Linked DNA regions of Mus musculus: region 1 is linked to region 2. The links are chromatin contacts, called in public Hi-C maps. All regions are on one chromosome and are shown on one strand. Each heading gives the region's core, a stretch centred on a gene start, on an enhancer-like site or on the middle of the called end of the contact. The rest is flanking DNA. Distances are from core to core; before and after follow the strand shown.

Region 1 (2,700 bases), core at 15-2,514, 89 kb after region 2:
TTAATGACTAAGCAAACATAGTAATGTTAAGAAGGAAGGTAGACATGTGTCCACTGAGTCCATTTGTCTTTTGGGTTATTTAGAACAGAAGTGGACATCTCTAGGGACCAGGGGCCTTTGGCAACCAGAGCCCAAGGCTCTCAGGTCAGAGGGTAAACCTTGGATGTGGGAAGGGCTCAGGATCACCTGCTGCCACCCCAGCACTGATTCTGAGGCTCAGGACAAGAGGGCCATTGTGTCAGCTGGGCTCCCAAGCCTCCCTGCTCTCAGCTTCTGTGTCCCCCGGAAGCATCAGGGAGCCACAGCCACACTGTTGAGGTTTCTCCTGCTTCCAGAGAGATGGCAGGGCTCACAGGAAAGCCCTCAAGCCTTTAGTGCCCCACCCACCTGCCTGCACAGCTCTGGTGATGTTCAAGGCTTTCCAAACCCAAGCTCCACACTCAGCAAGCCTTTCTTTCTTTCTTTCTTTCTTTCTTTCTTTCTTTCTTTCTTTCTTTCTTCCTTCCTTCCTTCCTTCCTTCCTTCCCTTATCCTTCCTTTCTTTCTTTCTTTCTTTCTTTCTTTCTTTCTTTCTTTCTTTCTTTCTTTCTTTCTTTTCTTTCTTTCTTTTTTGTTTCTTTGTTTCTTTCTCCTTTTACTTTGAGAATTCCAACTAAAATGTTGCAATGCAAATTGATTTTCAAAGTAATTTACTTACCTATAACTTGAACTGTTTTCATACCCTAGGGTGTGTGTGGGTGTGTGTTTGTGTGTATGTGTGTGTTACCTACAAAGCAAGTCACACCTCTAGCATCCCATGATGAAGGGTCACCAACTCTTGAGGTAAAGACAGACCAGGCTCAAGGCATGGAACAAGTAGAACCCAGTCACACAAGACTAACATGGACTCTGAGGTGCAAGCCAGATTTGAGAAATCTAGGCAGTGGGGCTGGCCCTGGATGAGGCCGAGTCTCAGCACTGAGCCAGCATTCCTCCCTGGCTTCACTGAGCCTCTTTCCAGAGCTTTCTGCTGGCCCCAGGATCACATATATGAATGTCAGTCAGTCCCCAAGATGCTGACTGCATTCCAGGATAAACTATCTCTCCATTCTAGTTGAACCACAACCCACGCAGTCAAGTGGAACACACACAGGGGGCTGCTCTCAGAGGCTTGGAGCCCTGCGTGCAAACTGACTTGGAGACACATGCATAAACAGCTCAAGGGGAGCTGACCAATTTCAGAGTATCAGATGACACACTACTCTGCAGCCTGGAAACCCAGGGAGATGAATTCATTAAGTGTGCAAACAATGCCCGTGAGTGCACAGTCTGTCCTCTTCCTGCTTGGCCCTTGCCTTGGGAGATGTGTCTCAAGATCCTAAGATGTGAATCAGATAAAACACAGTCACCGTGTCGAATTAGCAAAGGCTTCCCTTATCATCCTTGTAAAATGGAAGTTCTCCAGACTGTCTCAATTTTAGAACAAGCTGAAGTAGAATGTGGGGTCAGGGGCTACATACCCCAGAGATACAACATAAAGCATCAAGGAGGAAGTGTGACAAAGGGCTGGGTTGGGGTCCCCAGAAAGGAAGGTCTGTGGAGGGATAAAGCAGCACACACCAGGGCAATGTATCGCGCACACACCAAGCTGCATACCTTTCCATAAACTTTTGGAAAATATCCCCACGAAGGCTTTCACAGATTTCTTCTATGTATGGCTGCAAAGAAAGAAAGGACACCATGTAAATAGGAATGAATCAGAGAAAGGGCACTTGCCAATGGCCTCGAGCCTGAGATGAGTAACCGTGCTACCCGAGATGCTGGCCACGGGATGCTGGCCATAGGATGCTGGCCACAGGATGCTGCCCCCAAGCTTGTCTCTCTTGCTATCACCACAGCATGACCCGGCTCATTCCAGGATTATCATCTCCTTAGCTCCTACTGCATTGCACACAGCTCTTCATGAGCTGCTGTCTTAACTTCCTTATTGGCTCCCTGAGTCACTTAAAGGGTCCCCGCCCTTAGCTATGGGGCCCTCTGTCACCATCTTGGAATTCAGACTAATTTCCGAAAAGGGGGTCGCGTGTTTACATTTGGCCCTGTGAGTGAGTTTCCCAGCATGCTTTGCTATGTGCCTTGTCCATGTAGACTGAGTTTTAAAGACCGGAAGCTGATAGGCCCACGGTTAATTGTTCTAATTGGCCATGTTATTAATTAATTAATGTTATAGCTTTTAGACTCAGAAGAGGGAGGGAGGCTGTGGGGCTCAGCAGGCGTGGTCAGGGCTTCTAATGAGTACCCTGGGAGATGCAGAGAGCTCCCAGTTCCTCAAGTGGGGATCGACCACTCTCTGTCTCAGCTCTGCTCCTCTTCGCACTGAACAAACAGCCAGGATTTCTGTCCTACACACTCCAGTTGACAACAAGAAGCTGGCGGGTGGCCACGCTTCAGAGTTCACCAGAGTCCATTAGATCTTTTGGGAAAATATCTTGATATGTTTGATGCATTAGATGATGGGAAATTTAACCCTTTCAGTGTCTTCCTTCACTCAGCATATATCAAAACAAATAGAGACGGCAGGAGAAGGGGGTGTCCTGGCAGCAAGAAGCTCAGATGGGGACTTGGTCATGAGGTCCCATGTTCCTCCAATAGACTTTCTCCACAGGGAATGGTGTGCTCATTCCTAGTTAACGTTTCTGTTCCATCAAACGCTCCATTCTT
Region 2 (2,700 bases), core at 111-2,610:
CAGCAGGGTTGGCGTTTCCTCAGAGCCCACTAGTCACCAGCAAACAGCTTCGAGGGACAGAGGACACCGGTGTAGTCCATGACTCTCCACCAGGTGGCGCCATGAACCTTTGCTTTCATTACTAATCCCAATCATAAATGCCCTTTCTTCCGTTCAAGAGATAATAAATAAATACCAGGGTGAACAGAGCTTCTATCTCCACATGAAGGTGGATGTATGAGACTTCAGAGAATCTAGCTAACGTTAGGAGCTCAGAGAAGCTGCAGCTTGAACTTTGTCCCAGCTCCTCTGCGTGTCCATGAAATGGCTTTCCAGGTGGGTGTCATGGCTAGTTTAAAGTGTCACACCTTGGCTTTGAACCAGAGCTCACCATCCCCCTCTAGGGAGCATGGGGTCACTGGTGCTTGCCAAATCCAAGATTCCCATCATGAGCATAGCTGAGGGTTTCCGGGGTGCTGACAGTCAGTTCTCCCCTATAATACCCAGGCGAGGGGCCTTCCACTTGTCTCTGCCCCCGACCATTGCCCCACCTCACCTTCCCTGAAGAGGGCACTGTGGTCGTCTGTGGCTGCAGGGTGATCAGATCAGGCCCCGAGCAGGTGTATGGCAGCTGAGCCCGGTAGCGCTGTAGAAGCGTGTTCATGACGCTTGACTCGTTGACGCTGACCAGAGAAGCCAGGTCCTCAGCTTGGTCCAGCTCAGAGGGGTTGGCCTAAAGAACTCACAAAGGATCTCCTCTGGATTCCTTGGCCCCTACCCCACCAGCACCAGCACACATACACAGATATGTGCATGGACAAATGCTTGCATACACACCCTCATGCATACATGTGCCCCACACACTGCTTGGTCTTGTCATGTAAAGGGCATGTGACAAAGACCAGTGCACAAAGGGAAGTGACAGGCTCTCTCCTTGGCCTGTCTATCTCCTTTGCTTTGTCTCCACATCCTGGGTGCACTGCTCTGTGAGGCTGCTGTCTCCAAGACAGGTCAAGTAAAACCCCAAGTGTACCATGCTTGGCTTGCTGAGGGTACATGCCTCTTCACATCATCTGCTTTTTAAGTCCTGGAGAGGAACACTCGACGTGCCCTGTGACACCCAGGGGTGGAAGCCAGTGGCCAACCACCTCCTTTACCAAAGCTCACTGTGCCTTGGTCCCTTAGAGGTATGCACAGCCCCCTAAGGGAAAGGTTGATGCCCAAAATATGCACCATTGGAATCTATGCTTCAATGGCAACCTGCCCATTTAGCTGAGTTCCCTAGCTCCCAGGGTGAAAACAGAAACACGTCTATGGAAAGGTTTTCACAAAATGAAAAGTAATCTCCTGCTCAGATCAGTCAGAGCCACGGCAACAGGAGCCAGCAGGCTTGTCTTCACAAAGAGCTAAAAGATACAGTGAACGATCCCATGATGGAGCCCCATCAGCAGAGCCCTGAGTACCATGGGGGGTGGGGACAGAGAGGACAGAGCAGTGGTGGGGAGGAGGGGACACTCACCGGGTGGACCTGCTCCTCATCCACTTCGATGACAGTCCTGTCTGCATCGATGCAGAGCCGCACCCTTCCAGCAGGCGGGTCAGCTGTTCCCTCATCTGGTTTAAGCACCGTTGCTGCATGGACAGCCAGAGACAGGAGGGGAAAGAAAGGTGGGTAGGAGGGCAGGGGCAGGGAGGGGAAAGGAGAGGAGGGAATAGAAAGGGAGGGGAGGGAGAGGAGGGGAGGGGAGGGGAAGGGAGGGGAGGAGGGTTAGGAGAGAAGGGGAAGGGAGGGGAGAGAGTGAAGGGGAGAGGGGGAGAAGAGAGGGGAGGGGAAGGGAAGGGAGGGGAGGGGAAAAGGAGAAGGGAGGGGAGAGGAGGGGGAGGGAGAGAAGGAGGAGGGGAAGACAAGAGAGGGGAGGGGAGAAGAAAGGAAGAGAAGGGAGGGTAGGAAATGGGAGAAGAGGGGAAGGGAGAGGAAGGGAGGGAAGGGTAGAGTCTCTGAGACAGTCCAGGAAGCTGGAGACTGAACTTGGGACAGGCTGAAAGGTTCTATTCACATAAAGAACCTGTACTGCCACCCCTAAGCCAGTAGTTCTCTGTGGGTCATATGACCCTTTCCACTGGGGTTGCCTAAGACCATGGGAACGTTACTATTCGTAACAGTTGCAAAATCACAGTTATGAAGTTGCAATGAAAATAACTTTATGGTTGGGGGGTCACCACAACACAGGGAACGGTGTTAAAGGGTCGGGGCATTAGGAAAGTTGAGAAGCACTGCTCCAAGCCCTTTTGAGACAAAGGTTAGCACTGAGCAGGCCCCTCAGAGGGTGAAGTCCACCGACCTGTTCCACACCCCTAGGTCAGATCAGGATGATAATGGGCAAACAGTACAAATGGAACACAGAATCACTTCTCAGAACACGCCCTTCAGTCTCCACTGGCCAACAAGAATGGACTGGGGATGGGGACTCTCTGCCCCATAGCAGCTACTGGTGCCATCCTCATCTCAGCCTCTCCCCTACCTCCTTGCTTACCTCGAGAATGAAGTAAAACTGGCTGGTGGCGGGAAAGACATGAGAAACAAGTGGGACTCCCCTCCCCAAACCCCAGGCCAGCCTGAGCCCACTTACCAAGCGTGAACCCGTCCTTCTGCACCAGCCAGACTTTCTGTGCCTCGTACCATCTATCCTCATAAGCCTGGGAGCAAAAAGAAGGTCTCCT

Evidence for each region. Hi-C and Micro-C count contacts between places; a contact is called where the count stands out from the background.
Region 1: a contact with region 2 is called in a Hi-C map of the N1E-115 cell line, with 2.7 times the contacts expected there. The contact joins two enhancer-like sites. A contact is called at or near these places in 14 of 484 Hi-C or Micro-C datasets (the N1E-115 cell line, cerebral cortex, liver and 4 more), 1 of 115 datasets of contacts at active chromatin or transcription factors (bone marrow-derived dendritic cells) and 3 of 9 other capture datasets (adipose tissue, embryonic stem cells and pancreatic islet).

The regions. Positions count from the first base shown.
Region 1 is chr5:112,959,952-112,962,651 of GRCm38.p6, forward strand. Grk3 (G protein-coupled receptor kinase 3) reads right to left here. Exons shown (of 21, transcript NM_177078.4): 6 at 1,636-1,697. Among named protein-coding and RNA genes, the nearest start is that of Grk3, 54 kb to the right of the region's middle. Within about 2 kb of position 1,265, at least 38 of the 459 cell types and tissues checked have an H3K27ac peak or open chromatin away from gene starts, as enhancers often do. A contact at or near this core is called in the N1E-115 cell line, where this site is marked.
Region 2 is chr5:112,870,886-112,873,585 of GRCm38.p6, forward strand. Myo18b (myosin XVIIIb) reads right to left here. Exons shown (of 44, transcript NM_028901.2): 5 at 2,610-2,676; 6 at 1,499-1,611; 7 at 536-712. Among named protein-coding and RNA genes, the nearest start is that of Myo18b, 24 kb to the right of the region's middle. Within about 2 kb of position 1,361, at least 2 of the 459 cell types and tissues checked have an H3K27ac peak or open chromatin away from gene starts, as enhancers often do. A contact at or near this core is called in the N1E-115 cell line, where this site is marked.